Linked DNA regions of Mus musculus: regions 1, 2, 3, 4, 5 and 6 are each linked to region 7. Evidence: chromatin contacts called from public promoter capture Hi-C data. All regions are on one chromosome and are shown on one strand. The core of a region is the stretch at or near the end of the contact, and the rest is flanking DNA. Distances in the headings are between cores, read along the strand shown.

Evidence for each region. Promoter capture Hi-C pulls out the DNA fragments that hold promoters and counts their contacts.
Region 1: a contact with region 7 is called in a promoter capture Hi-C map of hippocampal neurons, with 3 times the contacts expected there. The contact joins the promoter of AA465934 here to the promoter of Ccl2 in region 7. A contact is called at or near these places in 6 of 39 promoter capture datasets (the 3T3-L1 cell line, 3T3-L1-derived adipocytes, hippocampal neurons and 2 more) and 1 of 115 datasets of contacts at active chromatin or transcription factors (the NIH/3T3 cell line).
Region 2: a promoter capture Hi-C map of the 3T3-L1 cell line shows a contact between it and region 7, with 7 times the contacts expected there. The contact joins the promoter of Zfp207 here to the promoter of Ccl2 in region 7. A contact is called at or near these places in 2 of 39 promoter capture datasets (both in the 3T3-L1 cell line).
Region 3: a promoter capture Hi-C map of hippocampal neurons shows a contact between it and region 7, with 2.4 times the contacts expected there. The contact joins the enhancer-like site here to the promoter of Ccl2 in region 7. A contact is called at or near these places in 8 of 39 promoter capture datasets (the 3T3-L1 cell line, embryonic stem cells, frontonasal cranial neural crest and 4 more).
Region 4: a contact with region 7 is called in a promoter capture Hi-C map of hippocampal neurons, with 3 times the contacts expected there. The contact joins the promoter of Myo1d here to the promoter of Ccl2 in region 7. A contact is called at or near these places in 10 of 39 promoter capture datasets (the 3T3-L1 cell line, 3T3-L1-derived adipocytes, embryonic stem cells and 5 more).
Region 5: a promoter capture Hi-C map of liver shows a contact between it and region 7, with 2.1 times the contacts expected there. The contact joins the promoter of Taf15 here to the promoter of Ccl2 in region 7. A contact is called at or near these places in 4 of 39 promoter capture datasets (the 3T3-L1 cell line, hippocampal neurons and liver).
Region 6: a promoter capture Hi-C map of hippocampal neurons shows a contact between it and region 7, with 5 times the contacts expected there. The contact joins the promoter of AI662270 here to the promoter of Ccl2 in region 7. A contact is called at or near these places in 5 of 39 promoter capture datasets (cranial neural crest, hippocampal neurons, liver and 2 more).

The regions. Positions count from the first base shown.
Region 1 is chr11:83,289,771-83,293,421 of GRCm38.p6, reverse strand. AA465934 (expressed sequence AA465934) reads right to left here and starts at 1,723. Exons shown (of 3, transcript NR_028363.2): 1 at 1,589-1,723; 2 at 1,325-1,448.
Region 2 is chr11:80,381,419-80,384,967 of GRCm38.p6, reverse strand. It overlaps Zfp207 (zinc finger protein 207), which reads right to left and starts at 1,689. Exons shown (of 12, transcript NM_001130169.1): 1 at 1,473-1,689. The coding sequence starts at 1,513.
Region 3 is chr11:80,882,593-80,886,291 of GRCm38.p6, reverse strand. It overlaps Asic2 (acid-sensing (proton-gated) ion channel 2), which reads left to right. Exons shown (of 10, transcript NM_007384.3): 8 at 2,791-2,870. Among named protein-coding and RNA genes, the nearest start is that of Gm51909, 13 kb to the left of the region's middle. Within about 2 kb of position 1,626, at least 9 of the 459 cell types and tissues checked have an H3K27ac peak or open chromatin away from gene starts, as enhancers often do. A contact at or near this core is called in hippocampal neurons, where this site is marked.
Region 4 is chr11:80,778,062-80,781,872 of GRCm38.p6, reverse strand. It overlaps Myo1d (myosin ID), which reads left to right and starts at 1,848. Exons shown (of 22, transcript NM_177390.3): 1 at 1,848-2,175. The coding sequence starts at 2,081.
Region 5 is chr11:83,470,767-83,474,552 of GRCm38.p6, reverse strand. Taf15 (TATA-box binding protein associated factor 15) reads right to left here and starts at 1,445. Exons shown (of 16, transcript NM_027427.3): 1 at 1,347-1,445. The coding sequence starts at 1,353.
Region 6 is chr11:83,222,294-83,226,269 of GRCm38.p6, reverse strand. It overlaps AI662270 (expressed sequence AI662270), which reads right to left and starts at 2,694. Exons shown (of 4, transcript NR_015519.1): 1 at 2,619-2,694; 2 at 1,960-2,060; 3 at 1,639-1,818; 4 at 1-736.
Region 7 is chr11:82,033,577-82,037,104 of GRCm38.p6, reverse strand. It overlaps Ccl2 (chemokine (C-C motif) ligand 2), which reads right to left and starts at 1,528. Exons shown (of 3, transcript NM_011333.3): 1 at 1,368-1,528; 2 at 505-622; 3 at 1-179. The coding sequence starts at 1,443.

The DNA of each region.
Region 1 (3,651 bases), core at 474-2,973, 1.3 Mb before region 7:
GAGAGGTTAGGGTCTTCTAAAGCTCTATACCACTTAATAGCAGAATTAGGAAGGTCTGAATACCAGGTTTCTATTTTTCCATCTCTAACTTCTCAACATCCACCCTTTACTAATAATAGGTGAAACTACAGGCACTGGAGAGATAGCTCAGTGGTTCAGAGCACTGGCTGCTCTTGCATAGGGTCAATAACTGATTTAAAGCTCATCTGTTTCACAACACTGTGATTCAGTGGGTCTTCTGCCTCTGTTTTCCCTGGATTCCAGCACATATATATGCTGACTTTAAACCTATAAAAGTGTAATTCAGTCACTAAAGCATCCACTTTCTCCCCATGGTCCAGGAAATAATATACAAACTACTGTGGTATTCAAGGGATTTCAAAACAATGAATGAGGCCTTAGGTCAATTCCCAGAAAGACCATCACCACAACCAAACAACCTCCAAAACAACAAAAATCAAGCCAGGGGCAGTGGTGGTTACACCTGTAATCCTACTGCTTTGGGAGGCTGGGGCAGAAGAATCCTGAGTTTGAGGCCATGGTGGGCTAGCTATACAGACTCTGTCTTTAAAACAAAATAAAGGGGCTGGAGAGATGGCTCAGTGGTTAAGAGCACTGACTGCTCTTCCAGGGGTTCTGAGTTCAATTCCTAGCAACCACATGGTGGCTCACAACCATCTGTAATGGGCCTCCTCTAGCATGTCTGAAGACAGCGACAGTGTACCCATATACATGAAATAAATAAATCTTTTAAAAACAACAAAATAAAAACCCCAAAATAACCCATTTACCCCTTAACTAGTTAATAACATAATCCTAACGAATCTTACAGACTACCCAACCTAGACTATTAAAGTTCTCAAATCTACTATTAGAGCTTGTGTTCCCCTGCCCCAGAGAAACCCTTCCTGCTGTCAGCTCTGCCTCTCCATACTGCTGCCACTTTACACAGGAAACCTTATCTCGATTAATCCCAAAGGAAGGCTCTGCCCTTTGAATTACAGAAGCAAAGTTTGTGAAACCGATTCCGCTTAAAGATCCAGACAGACATGGTGGTACCTGATTCCAAGTTCCTGCCATGCCAGCAGGTACCTAGTTCTCTGCCTCACAGCACTCATCTCATGGCAACTGGTGTGCCAACTATGCGCCAGTTCACGAGTTTTCCCCCATCTCTCCCACCAGCCCCATCTCACTGAGTTCCTAAAGAACTGGGGAAGCGTGTTAACAGCCTGGAACAAAAGGGTTCAATTAAGTGACCTTGGTAAGCCTAATCCCATGGCTTTTAATTAGAAATGCATGAGCACAATTTATAACGCCATCTTACCTCCAAATGTCACACGGATAAGGACCATACCTCGGGCATCTTCAAGCACTCATTCCCCCATCCTCTAATTCATGGCGCTCTGCACAGATTCCTTTGCTGACCAGAGAGGACTTACACACAGGTTCTCAAAGCAAAAAAAAAAAAAAAAAAAAAAAAAAAAAAAAAAAGATAAAAGTCCAAACCCGCCAACTTCGGGAGCCTGAAGCCATCCTTGGTAGGGAAAGAGGACTGAGGACGGAGTCGGGGCTTCAATCGGCTCCCAACCTGGATTCTTCATTCCGCAGTCTTGGACAGGGACAATCTGGGCTGCAGAGGATGACCCGATGAGCGCTAGGACACTGCGTCCGGGGCACACTGGCTTCCCGCGTCCTCTCCCCTCCGCCTCTTCGGGCCTGCATCCCACAGCCCCGCGCGCGTCAGTAAGCCAATCCCACGGCAGCCAGAGCTTCACGTGACAACTATAAGGCGGTGCCTGCATGAAGAGCAGCCAATCGAAAGGTGAAGTGAAAGCAAGGGGTGGAGCTGACCTAAAGGTGGAGGCTGCTTCCCCGGGCTTTCTAGGCGTCTGGGTCTGTGTCTCGCGACTTAGGCCTGTGGTTTTTGCTCAGAAAGCGACGCTGGTTTTCTTCTTACACAATTCTCTACTCACGGGACTCCGGGCGACTGTTAGGCGTAGTGATTTTACCATTGCTTCGATGGAGAATGGGGAGAAGAGAGAGACTCCTATCTTGAACACTTTTTAAAAAAAAAACAGATTTTAAAAATGATCTATTTGTGATTATACATGTGTGTTTTGCCTGCATTCGTGTCTGTGCACTATGCCAACACAGAGCCCGCAGAGATCAGAAACAGGTATCAGATCTTCTGGAACTGGAGTTACAGATGGTTGTGAGCTGCCATGTGAGTGCTGGTAATCAAACCCTGGTATTGGGCATTCTAAATAATTAAAGATGCCCTGAGAAAAGTGCAGCTAAATATCAAATTGCCAAGGCCAGCACGGACGATCTCCTGGGAGAAGAGACATTTCATTTAGGTCCTGAAGAGCCTTAAGATCTCCTGATTCCCCCCTGGCGTGGTGATGCACGCCTTTAAACCCAGTACTTAGGAGGAGGCAGAAGCATATCTTAGTTTGAGACCACCTTGATCTAATAGGGAGCTCCAGGATAGTCAGAAGTATAGAGAGACAGAAAGATCAAGAAAATTATTAAACTCAAGATGAGTTAGCTGAAAAATCTAGTTTTCCAAATGTTGGCAAAGCTAAAAATCATTGTTGGGGTGCTTCTCAAAATTCCGTGAACTCTAGAAACAAGCAAAGACCTGTTAATCGTCCGTCGTCCAGTGTAAAAAAGTAATAGTAAAAACTCCAAATTGATTGTGACCCATAACTGACCCAATAGAATACTTCAAGCACTCCAGGAACAATTCTGAGTCACTGCAAAGTTTAAGGACTCCTGTGTTAGTGATAGGAGATTAGGAAGACAGGCTGAGACTTTGCTAAGAGCACAAACCAGTTGGATGCAAACTTGAAGAGTAGAGGGAGACTGAATATTTCAGAGGCCAAGTAATGAAGTGATCAGAGTAATATTTAAGGAAACAGTGTACACGCATGTTCAGAGTGAGACAGTGTAAACACTCCGAAACTGATTTCAAGAGCTAAGAAGAGTTAAGTGATAATGACAGTGGAAATGGAGAGGTGACAAACAAGGATTGTGATGATCAATAGGGGATTGGCAAAGGGTCTCAAAGAAATAAAAGGGAGCATAGGAAGTAACAAAGTGTTGCCTATACTAGACCATCTGTCTTAGTCAGGGTTTCTATTCCCGCACAAACATCATGACCAAGAAGCAGTTGGGGAGAAAAGAGTTTATTCAGCTTACACTTCCATACTGCTGTTCACCACCAAGGGAAGTCAGGACTGGAACTCAAGCAGGTCAGAAAGCAGGAGCTGATGCAGAAGCCATGGAGGGATGTTCTTTACTGGCTTACTTCCCCTGGGTTACTCAGCCTGCTCCCTTATAGAACCCAAGACTGCCAGCCCAGAGATGGTCCCACCCACAAGGGGCCTTTCCCCCTTGATCACTAATTGAGAAAATACCTCACAGCTGGACCTCATGGAGGCATTTCCCCAACTGAAACTCTTTTCTATGTGATAACCCCAACCTGTGTCAAGTTGACACGTAAAACCAGCCAGTACACCATCCAAATATGGTTTAAGATCATCCTTAACCCTCATAGTTGAAAGACAGAGAAGAGAGTGTTCTTTTGTGTGTGCTATTTTCTCTGCCTGAGTTATCCTTCCTCTTTCTGTCTCCATTCTCAGTTTGACT
Region 2 (3,549 bases), core at 440-2,939, 1.7 Mb after region 7:
AAATTATTTCAACATTTACAAATGTACATGCTAAGAGTGTCAGCTAGACAGTAGTGCCTTTAATCGCAGCACTTGGGAGCCAGAAACAAGTGGAACTCTTAAATTTCAGGCCAGGCTAGCCTACAGAGCAAGTTCCAGGACAGACTGAGACACACTGAGAAAACCTGTCTTAAAGAACAAAAACAAATAAAAGGAGTTCCATGAAGGAGAAAGGGTTAACCAAAATCAAGTGAGCCAGGACCAGTGGCACACTGCAGGCAATCTGTGGCAGGAATGACTACATCTGAACTAGATAAACTTGGTATGCAGTCTAAGATCATAAGCCCAAATAAAAATCTTTTAGCCTGGCATACCCCATGCCTTTGATTTCAACACTCCACATGCAAAGGCAGATATTTATTCTGAGTGCCAGGTCAGACAGCAAGACTAACTCAAAATATTTCTTTTCAAAAGAAAAGGCAACTTCAAACTGGGCAGTGGTGATCCATGCCTTCAATCCCAGCACTGGGGAAGCAGAGACAGGCGGAGGCCAGCCTGGTGGACAGAGCAATTTCCAGACAACCAGACCCCCAATCCCAAATAAAAAGACAGAGGGGGGGGGGAGGCAATTTCACAATTCATTAAATATACAATAGAGTTGAAACTGGGAATTCATAATCCATTATACAACTCATGACAAAGGGCACATTCAACTAAGAATCCATAAAATTTCTTCCAGTTTCATTATTAATCTATGCATTCAGGAAATGTAAATTCGCATATACTAAGAGTTCTGACCTCGCAAGACTTTTTCTGTGAGTGCATTAAATAATTCGTGACGGATTTTTAGCTACTTAACTATTTTAAAAACAAATTTGTCTTGAGACAAATAGTTTTCTTGTAATAGATTAAAAAAAATCAGTTTAGCGTAATACGTTATCCACAAAAAAAAAAAAAAAAAAAAAAGAGAGAAAATTGTTTTCCTTCTTAACAGTTTAACCAGTCCTACAAAATTGGGTAACGATAATAGAAACTCCACCCAGTTAAGCAACCGCTTCCCCAAGATTAAGGCGCCCGAAAGAGAGGCGGAAGCCGATTCTTCACCGCGAGGGGGGGGGGGCTAGTCACAGTTCAATTATCCAGGGAGTCAGGACATTTACCCCAAACTCAAGTCCCTTTGTGGGGTCTTCAACGAAACAACGGAGACAGGAGTTCTTAGGGACGACTGCACTTGGGGAACGTCTCCAGGCCCAATGATCGCGACAAACAAGCGCCTGAGTCACCGAGTTCAGCGCCACCAAACTCCGGAGCCCTCTCGCCCGAAGAACCCCATTTTACAAGAAACCACCCCAAATCCTAACCCAGCCACAGCACAAAGGCTCGGCTGGGCCCGGCCGGGCCCTACCAAACAGGCTTAACCCAAACCTATCAGACTTGTGTTCTCAAGAAGCGACACCCACGCTCGGCCTCCACGTCAACCCCACAAAGGATACCAGCACCACGGCTTGAGCTGCTTCTTCTTCTTGCGACCCATAACTGCGCCCTACAGAACAGGCAGAATAGAGGCGGAAAGAAGCTGGAAAAAACAAAAAACAAAAAACCCAAGAGACTCGCAGAGTTCTCCACACCAACCGCCACCAGCGCGTCCCGCAGGAAACAGACACAAAATGGCCGACACCCTCGTTCTATCTCCACCTCCCATCAGCCACCGCGGTGAGAGCTGTGCGGGTCACGTGACGCAGGCTTCGGCCCTGAGTGGCTGAGCGGGCGCTGCCGCCATCTTAATGGGGTTAAGTGGTGGTGGCGCTCCCGGGCTGAGGACGCTGATCCTTTAGAGCTTGGGTCATCCAGTACGTCGGCTATCCCGTATGCAAATTGAAGGGAGGAAAAGATTAGGAGTATAATTAAGGATAGATTACAAATAAATAAAGATAATTGGGACATGGTCAATTTGGGTTTTGTTTTGTTTTGTTTTTTGCTGTTGTGTGTTTTGCTTTTATTTTTTGAGATGGGTCTCTTCATAGCCCTGCTGATAGAGGAAATGACCAAGCTGGCCTCAAACTCAAAGATGCGCCTGCTTCTGCCTGCCAGCGACTGTTTGGGATTAAAGGCACACGCCCGGATTGCGACCTGGTCAATTTTTAAATCTTGTTTCAGTTGCCTTTCGGGAGTGGGGCGTATATGGTCAAGGAAGAGTTACCGTTTTTTTTTTCAGTGAACCACAGTCTAGGAAGCAGTATGGGTGAGATCAGCAGTAGCGATAAGGGAAATGTGAAGTGCTTCAGAATCGCAAAAAGGCAATCCTTAAGCGGCTTCGGAGAACATAGGAATGTTTAGAAAGATGAAAGAAGATGCAGTGGGAGAAAGCTTAAGTTATCTTATTACCTGGGTCTTGTGTCTGTTGTCCCAGCACTCAGAAGGCCAAGACAGAAAATGCTATGAGGCTAAGACTTAGAGGCTAGCCTGGAGAACAAAGCCTGATCTTGTCTTTGAATAAAAAAAAAAAAATTTTTTTTTTAAAATGCAGTGAGCCAAGCATGGATGGTGCATGCCTTTAATCCCAGCACTCAAAAGGCTGAGGCTGGTGGATCTGAATGTATAGCCAGGTTCCTGCCTACATAGAACATTCAGGGTTATGTAGAGAAACCTTGTATCGAAGTTTTAATTACTGATAAAATGCAGTGTTTGAGGATTTGAACTTAAAAGTAACAAGACAGGAAAAGTGTTGCTGGCAAAAGATAATCCTGGAAAATGTGGCAAGGAAGAGTGTAAGAGAATTGGATATTGTATATGCTGAAGTCTCTTGAAACCACAGAAAGGTTCGCAAACAAAAAATGTTGGTGGAACATGCCTGCAATCAGGGAATTCCAGGAGGCTGAGGCTGGAGTTAAAGGTCTAACCTCAGTTACATAGTGAATTAAATAATGCCTGGGATACATGAAACTTCATTTAAAAGTAAGATTGAGGGGCCTGGAGAGATGGCTCAGCTGTTAAGAGCACTGAAACTCACTCTGTAGACCAGGCTAGCCTCAAAAGCAGAAATCCGCCTGCCTCTGCCTCCCAAGTGCTAGGATTAAAGTCATGGACCACCACTGCCTGGCTTAATTACTCCTTTTTTTAACTTTTACAATTTTCTAATACTGCCGCCCAAAGTCTTAGGTTGCCTTTCAATTCTGTCTGAATTCTGTCTTCGGGACAACCTATACTGTGTTTGCACAGATCTATGAGAATCTGATGTTTCTGAGTTCATACGGTTGCTAGGACACTACCCTGTTTTCATGAGATGAACCCCATAAGTGGAATCAATAGGACTCTACAAGCTTGTGCTTTAAAAATGTAGAGTCACAGCCTTGCCTTTAATCCCAACACTGGGAGGCAGAGGCTGGCAGATCTCCAGCCTGGCCTACAGAGGGTTCCAGGACAGCTAAGGCTACACAGAGAAACCCTGTCTTATCAAACAAACAAACAATAAACAAATCAGTAAAAGAGAGAAAGAAAGAAAAAAAAAAGAAGTAAAATCAGGGAATATATCCATGAAACATTTCATGAGTTGTGTTTTTATATTTTCTC
Region 3 (3,699 bases), core at 377-2,876, 1.2 Mb after region 7:
GTGTGCTAGCAGGAGCATTGAAGAAGGGGATGCTTAACTTGGGTGGTTCCCAGGCATCCAAACTCTCAGGGACCCTGATGGAGCCGAGACAGCAATGCACTGAGAAGCTAATTATTGTCCCCTGGACCCAGAGCCCTTTCTCAAACAGGAAGAGATGATCACCCCAGGTGGACACCAACCTGACTGCTACTCTTACACAACTCACATTGGCTGCCCTGGTCCTGATGGGAAATAACGTACACAAGGAATTGAGTTCAACAGTACCCTACCCTACCCATTTGGACACTCCCATTCTGTTCAAGGGCCCAGCCCCTGAACCTGTGCCCCCTCCTACCCACTCTAAAGAAAGGACACAGTGCAAACTAAGTGATAGTAGCATCCTGGAAGGGGCAGGCTCCACCTGGAAGTATAGAAGGAAGATCAGGTTTTTAGCTACCCTTCTGGGGGGTAGCTGTGAAGATTCCGACAAGGGGCTCCCCCTTGCTGAACCTCAGGTTTCTGTAAAGCAGGCTTCCTATCGCCTACCCTGTCGGTCTGACTTTTCGTGAAGGAAACAACTTAAAGAGGGGAAGAGCTTGTTCGGGCTCATGATTTCAGGGTTTTTAGTCCAGGGTTCTAGGAATAATGTGATTGATAGAACAGCCAGAACATGTCAGCCAGAAGACAGGGGGCAGAAGAGGAGGGAAGGATGGAGGGAGAGAGGGAGGGAGGGAGGGAGGGAGGGAGGGAGGGAGGGAGGGAGGGAGGGAGGGAGGGAAAGAAGGAGGAAATATGCCTGTGCCAGCAGACTCTCCTTTTTCCTTTTTTCTTTTTCCGTTTTTCTTTTCCCTGTCTACTCCACCCAGGCCCACAACCCATTGAACGGTGACTCCCATATTTAGAGTTGTTAATCATCTTAGAAATGTCCTTTAAAACCCACCCACAGGTATGCCTTACCAATCTCACAGATGCTTCTCAATCTAGCCGAGTTGACAATGGAGATCACCCATCACACTCAGGTCACTGTGGTAGTTAACTCAGATAAAGTCCATCAATATCAGCTTGTGGCACCTGGGTAGTCACCATGCCAGAACCCCAGTCACATCTGGTATGACCAGGGCCATGTGAACATTTCTATATTCCATCAAGAAAGGTAGGGACAAAACTTTGTAAAGTGCCAGCTGTGTGGAGATAGCTGTCACTTAGGCTCCTAGGTAATGTGGTTCAAGACCCTGAGCAACATAGCATAAGCCACGCCCCTCACTCACCCCTGGAGGTCTGTCATTTCCCCTTTCCTTCCTGGCACCGCACCACCACGCACCACCCTTGCTCACTCATGTTGGATCTCCACCCCTCTTTCTCTCTCTCCCTCTTCTTCCCCCCTCCCTCCCTGTCCTACACACACACACACACACACACACAGAGAGAGAGAGAGAGAGAGAGAGAGAGAGAGAGAGCACAAAAGGGTCCAGGCTTTGAATCTGTCATGTCTGCATCTGATATCAGGATGAGCTTATTCCCAGCATCTTGTTCCTGCCCAGAATAGCCTGTGAGGAATTGGTGCCGCCATCTGTGCCTCCTGTGAGGGAAGTATGTGCCACATACAAACCTTCAGCCATCAGGCCTGGCTCTGCCTTTTCTCACCACTGCCCCATATGCATGCCACCCAGCACCTCCATGTCAATGCCCACACTATACACACTGAAACTGAAACCAACCTACAGGTCCATGTGCCCATGATGCTCCAGAGCCAACACACACACACGCACACGCACAGGCACACACACACAGCTGCACGCCCCGCGTCCCACTGCACAGCTTCAGAGGCACATCCATGCACACAGCAACCCTAGGCAGGCACACTTCATGCCTATATGCCCACATACTCATTATATTACATACACCTTCATAGCACACACAGGAACACACCCACACCTACACAATTCTCACACATGCTGTACACACTCAGGCACACTCCAGCCACATCTATCACACACATACCCACTGTGTACCTAGAAAGAGGTATGCACTCATATAAAGTGATGATCAGACATGCTGCCTCCCCACATTCTGTACCTTGTCTATGCTAACTGCAATCCAGATGTGCTGCACACCAGTGCAAATGGCACCTCTCACACCTGATGTGCTCCTACAGACATATGCACTACTCGGTAAGCTTGCATTAGAGCAAAGGGGATGGACAGGAACAAAAGGAGGCCATCGTGAACCTAGGTAGGTAGGGTCATCACATACAGCGGAACAAATAAGCAGGATTATTACACACTGCTGAATAAGGAGGTAGGGTTCTTATATACAGCTGAACAAGGAGTCAGGCTCCACTGATCTCAGTAGGAGCAGTCTTCAGGTTGTAAACATCTGGGGGAGATGTCAATAGTGAACATTTTCTACACACACTATCTACATTCACACACAGACCTGAAGCAGGCTTTGCCATCCTCACCCAAAGAAGGTTTTGCCTCTCCCATGCGGGATCAGCATTGGGGTCCTCAGCGTGACAGTGCCTGTGTCAATGATTCACATCCACTCAGGACTTCGTTCACTCCCATGCAGGCTCGTGGACCTCATCCGTGAGTGGCCAGCTCCAACCCTGCTGGCTAGTGACTTACTCGGCTCTCATTGTCAATGGAAGTGAAGGTGGGCCTGGCAAAGGGCTGGCCCTCCCACAGCCAGGCTCAGGCTAACCTTAGAGGGGGCACACTCAAGAGCTCTGGCTTCTGAGTTCATCGTCTCTTTACCCGTTCCTGGATCTTGTGTAAAACCCAATCTCTGGTCTCTCCTCTTCCTCTGCAGGTGACATTGGTGGTCAAATGGGATTGTTCATTGGTGCTAGTATCCTTACAATACTAGAGCTCTTTGATTACATTTACGAGGTAAGATTTGGGGTTACCCTCAGGGGAAACGACAAGGTGGAGGAATACCCAGACACAGAACCAAGCCTGGCTAAGGCAATAGCTTCATTCCATCCACACAAAGACACTTCTCCTAAGCATGGGGCAGGAATCTTAAGGAGAAGTGGATATGAAAGAAATGGTCACCCTCCTCCTCCTCTCTTTGGACTTGTCCTACATCACAGAGAGGGAGTGGAGTGATGAGAAGAGGTCAGGCTGTGCAGACAACAGCCCTGAGTCCCTTCCACAGAGGGACCAGGGCAGGGTTTCATATCCTTGGTGAGTCCACATCTATATACAACATATCATACCCAACATATTATATGCACATGCATCACACACATATCATACTCAAGCATACATGTATCACATGCATTCCTACAACACTCACACATGTGTGCACTCACACACACACACACACACACACACATTCAGACCATATTCACAGATTTGCATACCACACACAGCACACTCAGGAGTACACACCACTCACAAGTCTGCCCTCTGAGATGCCTGTCTTCTACGAACTGTCTTCCAGAGCCTAGCCAGCCCACAAGAGGAGGCATCCCCCAGGAAAACCCATCAGTCCCCAGATAGGAAACTACAATGCCTACCAGTCACTTCTGCCACTCACAGACTGAGGGGCTATAACCATTAGAGGTGCCTGGGGCCATGTTTCTCAAAGATTCTCAAACAAGAGGCCCAGGAGCATGTCAGTTCTTCCAACTTCCTAACCCAGGCAAGAGTAAGCCTGCCCAGGACCACTGTGCCCAGAGGAATCTGGGCAGAAAGCCAGGCTGGGCCAGCTGTC
Region 4 (3,811 bases), core at 599-3,098, 1.3 Mb after region 7:
CATGAAATCCAAGAATCCTCCTCAGAAAGAAAGCTACACACAGGAGCCAAACTGCAGGCCAACCTGCTGTGCCGTGCCAAGGATCAGGGTGGCTTTCTGAAGGCAGAGGTGCTGCAGGAAAGCGATCAGGGTGCTGTCCCCTCTCTTGGCAAGTGTGGCTTGTTGGCAGCTAAAACATGCCAAGGTCCTTCAGCCTAGTTTACTCATCTCAAATTCAGCCACAGAGCTGAAGTCCAGCCAGGGCTTGGATGCTCTTGATTTCCTAATAGATTCTGCACAGAACATGGTCCTAACAGACACAGGCCCAAATATGTGCAGGTACTAGACAATGCCCCTTACAATGTATATCCATCAGGAAAATATAGTCTATATTTGGAAAAAAAGTTTTTTAAAAAAAAATTTATTTATTTATTTTATGTATGTGAGTACACTGTAGCTGTACAGATGGTTGTGAACCTTCATGTGGTTGTTGGGAATTGAATTTTTAGGACTTCTGCTCGCTCCAGTCAACACTGCTCACTCTGGTAGGCCTCACTTGCTCAGTCCCTGCTCTCTCCAGCCCAAAGATTCATTCATTATTATTCATAAGTACACTATAGCTGATTTCAGATGCACCAGAAGAGGGTGTCAGATCTCATTATGGGTGGTTGTGAGCCACCACGTTGTTGCTGGGATTTGAACTCAGGACCTTGGGAAGAGTAGTCAGTGCTCTTACCCGCTGAGCCATCTCACCAGCCCCTGAAAGAAAAGTTTAAAAAAAAAATATTTATTCACCTTTATTTTATGTGACTGTGTGAGTCCCTGCATGTATATATGTTCCTGCCTGGTACCCTCAGAGGTATGAAGAGGGTGTCTCATCTCCTTGAACTGGAGTTACAGGCAAAGCTATTGTTGTGGATGCTGGGAAATTAACTCTGGTCCTCTGTAAGAACAGCAAGTGCTTTTAGCCACTGAGCCATCTCTCCAGCAACACCCCTCCCCCCAACAAAAACCATTTTAAGAACACCCAGTGTGTCTTGAAATTGGAGATCATAACTCATTACAATCTATGGAACTAATTTCATGGATTTCTTATTTATAATACAAACTACTACTATAAGCTTCTTGGAATGTGTAGAGAGTGGAGGTGGGGGATATAAAAAAAAAGTTTAGGACATGGTCCTCTATGCTAGAAGCTGCAATCATCCCGAGGAGATGATTCATACATTTTTTAAAAAATTACTAGTATAAGGTACTAGTCTGATGACATGCTCACATGAGTGGAAAAAAATGGACCACTGGAAATGAAGAGTAAGCCATGTGGCTGAATGCTGGGGTTCGTAAATCAGATGACCTCCACGAAGTCGCAGCTCCTCCACTTCCTAGCAGTGTGACAAGTTACTTAAGTTTGCTAAAGCACTTAGAACAGCTCTAAACATTTCGGTGACCTGGAAGTATTCTCTACCATTGCCATAACTATTCAGCCACCATTTCAAGGATGGATGGCACATGAGCACAGAAGAATGTGAGGGAATCATAATGGATAATTCGCGCCAAAGCCGCTCAAGTTATAAGTTTGTAAATTTGTAAGTTTGTTGGCATCTACTAGGCAGGGGTTGAAGAAGGCAACAAGGCCTATTCTACCCAGAGTCAGGTCCACACGGCTCCCCGCCACGCTAGATGCCCGTGCCTGTCTTTAGGGGGCGCTGCCGCTTAGCCGCCGCGGCTGGCCCAGAGCGCGTCCCCGCCCCACGCGTGCGCGCCGCCCAGGTGAGGAGGCGGCTGGGCCGGGGTTGGGCGGGCTCATCGGCGGGGCGGAGCCCGAGCGGCCGGGGCGGGGCGGGGCGGGGCCCAGCGGGACCCAGGCTAGAGGCGGGACCAGCCGCCGCCGTCTCCGTCTCGCCACCACGGCCCCCACACAACCCGCAGCCACCGCGGGAGGAGCGGAAGCCGCCGGCCTCGCCCGTTCAGAGCCGCGCCGGCTGGAGCTCTGAGGAGTGGCGGCCGTCTCTCTCGCTCTCTCTCTCTCTCCGGCCCGACCCCGCCCAAAGGTGCCGAGCACCCCCGCCCCAACCCGAGCGCTCCCACCTGAGCCGGCGCCATGGCGGAGCAGGAGAGCCTTGAGTTCGGCAAGGCGGACTTCGTGCTGATGGACACCGTCTCCATGCCCGAGTTCATGGCCAACCTTAGGCTCAGGTGAGCGCGTCTCGACAGCCATGCCGGGGTTTCCCGAGAGGGGGCGCTGCTGAGGATTCGGGGTGACCGGGGCGAGCAGCTCCCGCGAGTGAGTGCGGCGGGGTGACAGGGGGTCCGCGGCGCTGGGTGGTCACGCCTCCCAGAGAGAGGACTCTTCCTTGGTGCGGCCTTGGGACTCCAGGGTGTGATGAGGTCTAGGACTGCACTTTAGGGGTCTGGGGTCGTCCCTGTGTGGTGTCTTGATTAGGGGCATGCTGGGCTTGAGGTCGCTTAGGGGTGCACCAGCCCGCCCTGAGCCAGGTAAATGATGTGGGCGGGACCGGGTGACTTAATGGAACAAAAGTAAGGGAAAAGAAAAACTTAGGAGCGGCGTGATGGCCCTGGCAGCCCCAGGAAAACTGGAAGGTTGTTTTAAAAGAGCCTGGCATCTATCTCCTGCTTTCACGCTCGATTTTCTTTTCTCGTTTCTTTCCTTCCTCTTCTTCTTCTTCTTTTTTTTTTCTCTTTTCTTTCTTTCTGGCGTGGTTCCATCCTACCATTCAGGATGCTATGGAGTGAACCCTAAGCTGTCTGTTCCGGGACACGGGCTATTTTTTAGTTACTCATTCGACGTAATTAGACCCGTTTCCAGACATCGAAGAGACTGCTGTACTTGCCAGTGCCAAGATAAACTGTCTGAATTTGACAAGGCGTCCATGGTTTCAGTTTTTTCAAGGAGTTATGTATGGATGGAGCCTTTGTGTTACTGACATCTTTGAGAATTTAGTTACAACACAATGCCCCAAAATGGGCTTCCAAGAGGAACTTATTTTAGAAAGTCTTCTATACGTAATTATTTCATTTTCAAACAGTAATATGTAATCTGAGTATTAAAGTGTTTTGACTTTAAAAAAAAACTGAAACGGAGTTTCAGCTTGAAGCGTGTGCTTACTTGTTTATTTGTTTGTTTGTGTTTTCCCGGAAGCTTTGCTCTGTCTGTTACTTGTAAACTTTATAGCCAAATATCACTTTTTAAACTTAAACCTGAAAATCATAATTAGGTTTGGATATTTACCTCAATTTTACTGTCAACTACAATTCTGTAATTTTTAAAAAAACCTGTTTTAATTTTTAAATTAACAAAACAAATAATTTCATATGTTCTGTTCTGCAATATGGCTAGGGTGAACTTGAACTTTTGCTCCACCTACCTTTACTTCCTGCTGGGAGTACAGGTATGCACTGCTGCACTTGATTTCTGTAGTGCTAGGCATCAAACCCAGGGCTTGGCGCATTAGGCAATCACGCTATCAACTAACAAACAGGGCTGCATCATCAGCCCTCATCTGTTCTGCGTCAGGCTTCCTTGTGTCTGGAGCAGGAACACTGGCCTGCAAACTACACATGCCTGCCATAAACTGGCCTTGTCTGTGGCCCTCCGTTTCCAGGAGTTTTCAGTGCTTGTATTCTAGGACTCCCCGGGTTTCCTAGGGTAGTGCTCTCAAGATACACAGAGTATTCCTAAATAGAATGTTGCGGAGTTATATGTAGTCCCCCAGTGTCCCCAGAAAGTCTATCCCAAGAGTCCCCGTGAATTCTAGAATCTGAGGATACTCACCTATCATCCCACCTACTTCTCAGGGTGTGTGTGCGTGTG
Region 5 (3,786 bases), core at 196-2,695, 1.4 Mb before region 7:
TCCACCATACAGGTACCCTACCCAAAAAGATGAGATTTCTAGCTCCTCAGTATCATTGCTAATCTGAGGGAAGACCATCATTCTCTGTCCCGTCTTTCTCGCTCCTTTTGAATCTTCTCCAATTGCAGATTTGATCATACACATCCCTCCAGGTGGACTGGGAAAACCTTTAGAAAAGGATTGCCAATTAATTAATAAAAGGGCAAATCTTCCAAGCATAGTGGTGCACACCTTTAGTGCCAGCGGTTAGGTGGATCTGTGAGTTTGGGGCCAGCCTGGACTCCATATCGAGTTCCAGTTGAGCCAAGGATACCTCATGAGATCCTTTCTCTCATAAGTAGGTGAAAAACTACCAAAGTCATTATGTCATCTCAGCCATATGGCTTTAGGCAATGTTTTCCTCAGAAGTAAAGAACTCTCGTTCTGGGTCTGTCTTTGCCACCTGTAAGTGTAGCCCAAAGAAAGGACCTTATGTGGTCAACTGGAACTGTTAGAATTCAGAGGACTTTTAAGTTCTGGTTTAACAGGACCCAGACTGCCTGTCCGGAGGGGGGAAAGCCTCACTTCCACACAGCAGTGGCCTCTATAAATACTAATTTGAGGAAGACGCTGTCCTTGGTCTCTAAAGTCTTAAGGGAAATGCCACGAAGACCTAAAAGTGCTCGTCAGTAACTGGCAAGGCTTAATTCTAAGTTCAGGAGATTAACAAGTGGAGGAGGGAGTACAAAGGTGAAGCCCAATAAACAAACACCGCCCCGCAACCCCAATGGTTACAGCAGAGGGAATGACCGTAGCGCGACTTCGGGTAAGGCAAAGTGCTTCGAAAAGGGCTCCCAGAGCGTAAGACTCCCACCTGATGAATGGGTGAGTCAGGAAGGCCCAGCTCCACTTCTCGGATGGGGAAACAGAGGAACGAGGTGGCGAGACGACCGGCCGGAGGCCTCGCTGAGAGATCTGAGTCGGCGCGGAGGACCCGAAGCCCCCAGTCCTCAGGCTGATGCTCAGATCTCGGCTCCCCCCGCCCTTACGATGGCGTAGACGGGCCTCCGCCCCCCCCCCAACTCACACACACCCTCCCCGGGGAGCTGCTCATCTCCCCAGGTTCCAAGGGCAGGATCAAAAGAGCTCCGGGGCGCTCCCGCCGTGATTTGTAGCCAGGGAGCGTTGGGAGCGTGCGTGCCTCCGGTCCAACATGGCGGCGACGCGGCCGCCCCCCTCCCTCCCCCCACCCCAGCCTCCCTCAGGCCGGAGTCTTTCCCTCGCGGCCCTCCGGTGGGCGGGAAGACGGCCAGAACCCACCGGACCCCTTCTCGCCGCTGCCGCTGCTCGCTGACGGAGTCACCTACCCGACATGACTAACAGCCGCGGCGCGGAGCCCCGCCACGGCCCGCGGAGAACAAGGAAAACGAAAAGCCAGGCGGCGCGGCTGCTGGAGCTGCTCTGAGGGCGGCGCGGCGGGCTGAGGCCGACTGCGGGCCCTCGGCAGCCAATCAGCGCGCGGCAGGCGATACCACTGCGCCGAAGCCGGAGGGGTGATTCCACGCCACTCCGTTCCGCCGAGCCTTAGAGTCCTCCCGGATCTCCCCTCCGCGACCGTACCATTATTGAGAGGGAATTGAGAGAGGAAAGTACCAATGCCCTCCTGGGGCTAGGGGAGGAAAGCGAGCCAGCTCGCTCCGCCCCATTCACAACCCCAGTTCTAGTTTTACCGGGTCTGGTAGACTTTGAAGCTATGAAGCGAAAGACGAGGCTCCCCTTTTATAAATAAGAACTTAATGCCTGGGAAAGTCGATTCTTCCTTTAAAATCGGGAATGGTGTGGTCGGCCTCGCTCGGGCTCTTGCTGCAGAACTTGAACCACTTGGGGGCGTCCCGAGTCTGGGCAGCGAGCGGAACGAAAGTCGTGACAAGCTCCATACCTGATCGCCTCCGGGGCTGTTATAACCACCTTGTCCAATAAAAAAATCGAAGTGAGACCAGAACAAAAATGTGACTTCAGTCTAAGTCACGCGCATAACTGGCTCCGGGAATAAGGAGACACGGGAATGGATCTTTCTTAGTCCTCTGTAACAGCTAACTCTTAAATTGTCAGCGCCTTACATCATCTCATTTAATTCGCACAACAGACTGATGAAATAGTTTCCCCCAGTTGCGGATACAGCCGGATAGCCTGAGGCTAACCAAGGGCAAAGGTGGAATTTTGAAGCCTGGTAACCAGACCCTGTTGCTAAGGGGTTTTACCGGAAAGCCGTAGAGTAAGCTCAGTTGGGAAAAGGGCTTGGAAAACTCGAGAATCTGCAAGGACATTTCCCCGAGTGAGTGACACCTGAACGAAGACCTGGGTGATGAGTTATTCAAGTTGAATTGGGCAAAAGATCTGTCCAGACTTGGTGTAGAACAAGTAATTTGATATGTTTGAAGTGTAGCCTCCAGGGGAGAAAAGTTGAACTTGCCAGAAAAGTAGGAGGGTATATAGCTGAGGCCTCTTAGTTTGAACTTTGTCCTGAAGGTGGTGGATCCACCCACTAGAGAACTTCAAAAGGTGGAGATTAGATATGTATTTTCCAGCTGTAGAATGAAGAATAGGTTGGAGTTGCGAGGTGCCTAAAAGTGGGAGAGAGAAGCGAGACTAAGAATTTTGCTCAGTGATCCAAGCCTGGCCTAACATGCTTGAGTCCCTGGGCTCAATTCCCAGCACTGATAATTTTTAAAACCAATTGAGGTAGCATGGCCCAGTACTAGAAAGTGGAATCAGGAGGACCTCTGAATTTGAGGCCAAACTGGTATACATAGTGAGTTCCAGGACACACAGGACTGCAGAGGGCCTTTTTTATTTTTGTCTTAAAACAAAATATTTTAAGCAGGAAGATCACTTGAGTGGCTTAATAATAATGCTAGTGAGAGAGATCGCAGTGCACTGGACTCATAAAGTAACTGCAGAGGGAAGTGCAGAAGTCACAGACACTTAGGAGGCCATGAAAGCCTATGCAAGAAATGGCCAGATAGAGGTGTCCTGCACTGTGACAGGGACCAAGCGGAAAAGACTAGAATGGAGCAAAGAAAGGGTAAGTTCAGAATTGATACCTTCAGGTCAGAAAAGAGCATGAGGTCCTTTCTCCTCATTGTATCTGTATAGACAGAGGATTTTAGGAACCTTTAGACAGGACCAAAAGGCAAGGCTAAAGAAATAAAGAAATAAAAGTTCTTTCATGACTATGAGCCATGGTACTTTAGCATCTGTATCGAGGAGAGGAACCCAGAGAAGAGCTTATGCAATTGTAGAGAACCAGGCTACAGGAGAAAGAAAGATCTTCTGGGTTCTAATTTTGTTTTTGTTTTTAAGAAAGATATACAGAGTATTGCTCATCTTTGACAGTGTAAGTTTATATCATTATCCAGTTTCCATTTCCTAAGATCTACTCTGTGTGTAGAACCTGGGAAACCCTAGAGATAGAGAAAGAAACCCAGCCTGCTGGTCTCAGAAACTGCAGTCACATAATATAATAGGCAGGGTGCAGGCCTGTGGTCCCTACCAGACTTGAATGTTCCAGGGGTGGAAAGTGTTCTAAAAATAGGACACTTCATCCATAGGAAGGTAGCCTTATGAAGGAAAGCCTCCTGCATGAGGTGCTGCCTAAACTGAGCTATAAAGAAAGATCAGGAACTAGCCAATAGGTTCTCCAAGGCTAGCAGCTGTGATAGAGCACTTTGGGTAATATAAGTGCCCCTGATTGGGTTGTCAATGGGGTTCAGGGATGATGGAAGATAGAAATGGGGGGACCGAGGT
Region 6 (3,976 bases), core at 1,445-3,944, 1.2 Mb before region 7:
TTTTATTATTCATCTTAAAATGTAATCTTATAAAAAAATCTTAAGAGTATCACAAACTTAAACCTTCATATAAAAATCATTTTTCCTATAAATCCTTAGGGTGCACATCTACTTATTAACAATTTTTTATTAAATCCTGTCAGGAATCTGAGGGTAAGATGGGTATAAGATCTTAGTCATCACCTTGATCACCAGCGCTGCTTCAGCCAAACAGGCATACCCACCTCAGCCAGTATTAGCTGGGTTGCCATTGTTCTTGTCCCTGACATCAAAAGGGTCTAGCTCAACTATCAAGAGTGTGCCTCTCTGAATTTCCAATTGTTCCCCACGGTTTTCTACTTCCAAGCCGCTAGCAAAAGCATCTTAGCCTAACTTTACTACAACCGACATTTCCACATTCTTTCTAAGAGTGCCGGACATTACCAGCAATCTACAGCTCTATGTCCTTTCTGAGGGTGGTGGTTGAATCAGTAATCTGCTCCAGCTGCAACACTTGAAAAAGAGCAATCACTATTCTTGATACCAATGATACTGTCCAGTGAGGGGCTGGCAGCCTTTTTGGAGTTTTCATGCAACTCACGGACCAAGAGGGATGTGGTGATCTTGAAGACGGTGAGCAGAGCAAAACTCCACAACAGCAAGAAGTCCTCAGGACAGTCGGGGTTCTGCCTCTTGATGTGGTTGTGCTAACCGGTGGGACAAATTCCATGAGTTCTAAGGCTATTTGGTTTTCCTCCTGCATGGAACCAAACATTTGGGTATATATTTTCATTCATCTATCACAGAGGTTCTATTATCCTCCCTGTTCAACCCGAGAATCACAAGAGTCAGTTCCACAAGTTTTGAGTCAAAATTGAAGCAAGCAAATGGATAAAGTGCCTAGTTATCATATCAAACCAGACATGAGCTGCTAGTTTCTCCATGCATCCCTCAGTCCCTGCCAGTTCCAGGGCGTTCCTGGAAGGCATGTTCTGCTCCTACCCTGAACTCTCCAGCTCAGTGTTGGGCCACCTTTCCCCAACTGCACTTCCAATTCAACCATTTTGGTTACCAGACCCATCTCTCTCTCCTTTGGGCTTCCTGGCTGTTGTATTTTATAAAAAGAAAGAGAAGAAGGCAGGGATATGTTTGGTGGAGGCATAGTAAGGTGTTGGGGAAAGGGTCCCTTTGCTGGCTCATGCTGAGGCATCCCTTCCCCCTGAGGTACCAGCCACGGGATGGTATAATATAGAATAGAATGTAGGGCATAGGGATGTGAGTTGAGGGAGTAGAGACAGAGAAAGGCAGAGATAGTAGTGGCTGGCCATGAGCACGTGGAGAGTAGGGAGGGGAATGAGGAGAGGGAGGAAGTGAGTAAGGGAGCAAGGGCAAGAGGAGAAGAGCAGAGAGCAAAAGTGAGGAGGGGGCAAGCAGTCCCTTTTATAGTGAGTCAGGTATACCTGGCTGTTGCCAGAAACTGTGGGCAGAGCCTAGACAAAATGCCAACCCGGGCTGCTGCACCTGGTACCTCTCTTTCCTCCCTCCCTCTCCTCCATCTCCTAAAAAAGCTAGGGACATGTTCATTCTGGACGCTCCAAGAAGATTCTGCCCCGTGGCTCTGCCTCCCTTTCAATCCACAAACTTTCTCTTCCACTATACCTGGGACCAGTCCTCTTCCTTTCTTTTTATTTCTTTTTCTCATACACATGGCGCCGAAAACCAGGACCAGTCATGTTTTCTTTCTTTCTTTCTCTTTTTCATTCAGCCAAGATGAAGGATTTTGCCCAGAACCACTCCGGGTCCCCAGAAAATGGCGGCAGAGGTAGTTTGCAGAGTCATCTAAAGGCGTATACCCATAAAGCCATTTGGCTTTCCCATCAGGTCCAATTAGAAGCAAACACATATCTTTACGTACTTCCTGCTTTTGTACCCAACCCTCCCCCTTAATTCAGGCAGGGGCATGCATGTTTCCTCACTTACCAACTGGGGGCAGGCTCCTAGAAGAAACTTCCATGCCGATGTTTCAATGTTTCGTTTTGGTAACACAAACTAACAGGCAGCCACGAAAACTCTTGACCAAACTCAATGCAGTAAAGAGTGCATTTTATACAGGGCTTTTAATATGAAGTTTCCTCCCCCCCCCCCCCATCTAATATATAGGCTAACTTATAATTGGATTTTTAAAACCTTCAGGTTGGATTTTAAAGTTAGCCTGGATGCGGAGGAAGGAAGGGCCAGCCAGGCGATACAGAGGGACTCATGTGAGCCTTGTGGCAGAAACTAAAACCACATGCTGGTCTCCTTGTCCTTTCTTGACAGCCTTCAGGGAGGGTGACAGGAGCGGTTGCAGGAAGGATGTGATAAATCTCACATACATTCAAAACATTTCTCAGGCCTCATGGTTATTTTCTGTGTTTCCTTCTCTTGCTCTCCATGATCTGAGGATATTGTTCCTTCCGCACTGGTCAGTTTCTTCTAAAGAGGCCCCCCGTGTGATTTCAGTTATATAGCAGGACTTTCTGACCCAGAAGCAGTACAAATGATGACACAGAGGCTATCGGGTATTTTAAAGCTTAAGCCTATAGCTGGGCAGATTTCCAACCAACTTTCTAGTTCATCCCGATTTGTCCTGGCATTACCTTCCATGTGTGGCCAGCTCTGCGTCTCTGCTCCTGTTCAGGTCCATCTTTCATCTCCGAGGCCCCAGGCGACTTTGGCGCCTTTGCTTTCTTTTTCCAGAGTCCCTCCCCAGGAAGTTCTGCCCTCCACTCTCTGCCCAGCTATTGGCTGTCAGCTCTTTATTACAGCCAATAAGCAAGTAAAGAAGGTCTAATATTTACAAAATATAGGACCTCTGATAGGCCACAGAAATAATACTAAGAGGCAGGCAGATTTCTGAGTTCGAGGCCAGCCTGGTCTACAAAGTGAGTGCCAGTGACAGCCAGGGCTACACAGAGAAACCCTGTCTCGAAAAAAACAAAAAAACATAACAAAACAAAAAAACAAAAACAAAAAAACCCCGACAACAACAAAAAAAGAAATAATACCAAGATCCGGCTCGCACTCAGCTGTCTGGCTAGTGCTTAGTTTGCTGATGGTTTATCCCTCAACATTGAGTATATAGAGAGCCACCTTCACATAATGCACCCCTAACTCAACTACAAGGATTTTGCTTTTACCTTTGGTGCCAGATCGTTAGTCCTGGTTTTACTCAGTGCTGGCCAGTGGATGAAATCAAGAGTCATGACCTTTTGTCTTCTCTCTCCTGAGAAGATTCCATACAGCAAGCCTGTAAGCTCCTCTCAGTAGTCTTGGTCCGTATTTAATATTTCATAAATGTTTGCTTTAAATTTGGCCTGAAGTGGTTGCGTTCATTTTTTTTTTTCCCAGCAAAACCCAGTATAAACATAAACCCTGCAGATGCACTCAGGCGATGCTGGGAGGCAGAAATCAGAGTGGCCAAGGACCTGGCACAGTCATCAGTGTTCCAATGTCTAGTTGCACAGCTAAAGTGAGAATTCCCCAGGATGCCTGGTACTCCAGGGATTATGCAAGGATGCCTCTGAAACAGACTCCTGTCCATTACATTCTCCTTGTCAGACTGATGGAACCTCTATGAGACACTAGTCATTTGTTACAGTTGTCTTTGATGTCATGTATATTTTGGTCTCTTAAGTCAATATCTGATCCATCTTTGTGTGTTAAGACTTGGAAGGCTATGAAACTAGATGACACAAGAGGGACTGATGGACCTCTGAAGGAAAGAAGTCCAATCGTTACATGTCATTGTCCTCTCTTATGTATCTATCCTATGTTTGTATGTTCTGACTCAGGGCTGTAAGGCACAGCTGCACCCAGGGCTCCAGGTGGTGCCTAGCTCCACCTTCAGCTGCTTCTTGGGAGCAGGAAAACTGCATTGATAAAAACTTCACATCTCAGAACACTGAGTATGCATAAGGGGATGGGGTTGGATGAAGGATTCACAAGTAAATCCCCG
Region 7 (3,528 bases), core at 279-2,778:
CTTCAGATTTACGGGTCAACTTCACATTCAAAGGTGCTGAAGACCTTAGGGCAGATGCAGTTTTAAATAAAGTTGTAGGTTCTGATCTCATTTGGTTCCGATCCAGGTTTTTAATGTATGTCTGGACCCATTCCTTCTTGGGGTCAGCACAGACCTCTCTCTTGAGCTTGGTGACAAAACTGTGGGAAGAGAAAAGACACTGTTAGATGAAGTTCAGTCTGGTATACATGGAGGGGCTGTGTAGAGCTCAGCGGGGGAGGGCAGGTAGAAAAAGGGGACTCAAAGTGACCTGCTTCTCCTGCAGGTTTTCTAAGATAAGCTTGTGGAGTAGAAAGGGCCTGAACAGCAGCCATAGAGACAATGCTGTTGAGAACTGCCTTTGCCTTCTTGGCCTTGGTTTCCCCATTGGATCTGAGTGTGTGACTGACTATAAGTATATGAGGACCATCCCTTGTTCTTAAGGAAAAACCTTTGGACCAGGGAGGGCCGGGGTATGTAACTCACACTACAGCTTCTTTGGGACACCTGCTGCTGGTGATCCTCTTGTAGCTCTCCAGCCTACTCATTGGGATCATCTTGCTGGTGAATGAGTAGCAGCAGGTGAGTGGGGCGTTAACTGCATCTGGAGAGTAAAAGAGAAGCACATTAGGACAGGAAAGATGCTTCTGACCTTAGAGAAGAGAAGGACCACGGGGAGAAGGCAGTTTCAGCAGGATGGGATATAAATGCCAATACATCAGATCTGGGATGTGATCTTTGACAACAGACTCAGTTATTTGCAGCTTAAAGTAGGCTCACAGTCTTGGGTAGAGGGATGCCATTAAAACTATGTGACTCTGGGGACTGTCATTTGGGGGAGTTAGAAGTCAAATTACTATGACCTGAGAAGATTACCTGAGTACATTACTGTAGGCTGCAAAAAAAAAAAAAAAAAAAAAAAAAAAAAAAAAATCAAATCATGAGTATCTCTGATCCCAACCACCTCCGCTAAGCTGCTATCTCTGGAAGCAGGGCTGGGTGAAACACAGCTCGGATCTTGGATCTCTTCCCCTTTCTCCTCTATCTGGAAAAAGGCACCAACCCAAGCCTCTGTTTGATCACCCAGGTTCCCAAATACTGAGGGAAGTAACTGGAACAGGAACTATATGAAGGTGTGATTCCAAATTTAGATCTAACAATTAAAATTCTAGTTGCTTTCCAGAAGCAATCTTGTAATTGGGTTGGCTCTTTGTCCTTCCTTCTTTATGCTCCTTATCTTGGTTAAAGAAAAAAAAAAAAGTACCTGACCATGTGAGACTATGCTATCACAATCCACGACAATTCAAAAATGGGGTGATATGCTGGGAAGGGAGCTGGGGGGGTCTCACCTGGCTGAGCCAACACGTGGATGCTCCAGCCGGCAACTGTGAACAGCAGGCCCAGAAGCATGACAGGGACCTGCATGGTGGTGGAGGAAGAGAGAGCTGGCTTCAGTGAGAGTTGGCTGGTGCTGGTGCTGGGCTGGCCTTCCTCCCGTCTGGCTCTCTGCACTTCTGGCTGCTCTGAGGCAGCCTTTTATTGTAAGCCAGGGGGGTGGAGTCAGGCAGGGTGCTTGGTGCCAAGGAGTAGCATCACCCTGGATAAGTGATGGAAAGTGGAAGTTGAATCCGCTGAGTAAGTGCAGAGCCCTCGGGTGTTTCCAGGAAGTGGAAGAGAGAAACTGTGGGTTGGAATTTGGTATTTTTCTAGCCACTCCTGGGAGCAAATGAAGCTGCGCAGGGAGTAGGGGGGGGGGGGGGGAAAGAGGGAAGAATTGGCAGTAATTGTACTACTGTGACCACAAGTGTGAATGGAGTGGCTCTGCTTTCACTGAAATAAAAGGAAGTGGCCAAGGAACCTAAAGTCCTTAGGAAGAAGATGCTTGGAAACACAGCCTAGCTTGCCCCTGGCTCAAGGAACCTTGCAGCTGGGAAAGGACCCCCAGTAAGTCGGCTGAGTCCTTGGTTATCAGGCCTTGTTGAATACAGCATTCTCTCCACTTGGTGGTTACCAGATATTTTGCAGCACTAAGAAGCTTTGTGACATTGATATGAACTGTCTGAGTTGTAAAAGTCCAGACCTGGAAAGCCATATACATGAGCTCATGGTGCAGAAGAAATTTCTATATAAAACTCACCTAGTGCTTACTCTGGGCCAGGAGTGGTTGGAACCCTTCACAGTGCAGTCTCTAATTTCCCCAGCTCTGGTAAGTAGATGCTGTTACTCCCCATTCTCAGATCAGGCAGCTGAGGTCCAGAAGGGTCATGTAGGTAACTGCCCTAAGAGTCCCTGGAACAGGACCCAGGTAGCTCCAGCCTGGCTATCATCACATTACCTTCAAACTAACAGACAGCTAACGGGCCATGGAGAAACATGCCTTTTGGTTAAGTCATGATGAATTAGAAGCCTGTGTGTTAGCGTTTACTACTCCTGGTAGCTCTCTGCCCTGTTTCCTTCGTGATTTCCAGGGACCATGAGTGAGCCAACTGGAATGTCTGGCTTAATTCAGCTTTCCAGGTTTAGATTTCTTCACAAACAGTGTGATCAAAGCGATAAAATCTGAAAGCCCTTAGAATTCATTTCAGCAGACTCTTGATAAAAAGAGTGGCGCTCTCACATGCGTGCCAGTGGCTGAGCGGAGTCTTCCACTCAGGTATCTTGATTTCCTCCTTCCTCTGTAGCATCCTTTTGAGTCTTTCCTGATTGGCAGAGTTGTACCCAAGATTTGTCTTTCATAGAGAGTCGTGGAGACAATGACTGTAAAGGAATGGGGGGATGCTTGGAAGAGAACAGTTCTGAAGTTAATATATTTGTGATAGGAAATAAGCTTTATCAAACAAGCTGCTGTGTTTATTCCATGGCAAGTGGTCCTTAGCAGCATTGTGATGGCTTACCAGGAGCCAGGCATAGTCAGTTGTCAAAAACCTAATTACCCATAGGTAACACAGGTGACACGGGGTGGGGGTGGGGCTGGTGCTTCCAGAATGCTTCCCTGGACCTGAGATTTGTTTTTTGGTTTTTCGAGACAGGGTTTCTCTGTATAGTCCTGGCTGTCCTGGAACTCACTTTGTAGACCAGACTGGCCTCAGAAATTTGCCTGCCTCTGCCTCCCAGGTGCTGGGATTAAAGGCGTGCGCCACCACGCCCGCTTGGACATGAGATTTAATGTCTCACAATGGATGTTAGTTTCCTAGTTTGCGGTACCTCTTGGGACCCTCCTTTTGTTCACCTATATCATGATCTTGCTAGTCACTGTCCTCCTCCTGACTAGTGTCCAAATTGTTCTGGATTTAGCCCAATTCTTTTCCTGTATGTCACTCAGTTTCCCTCAAATATGTGAATTATTTCAGGATTGGAGGCAGTAGTTGTGCGTAGTCATTTCTACCCAGAGCATCTCGTTGCTACCTCCACGAAGTTTTCCTCATGTTCATAGATGCCCACAGCTCATCTGTGAGAATGTTATCTATGAAATCTAGTCATTCTTTTGGGCTTTCTGTAGCATGAACAAGT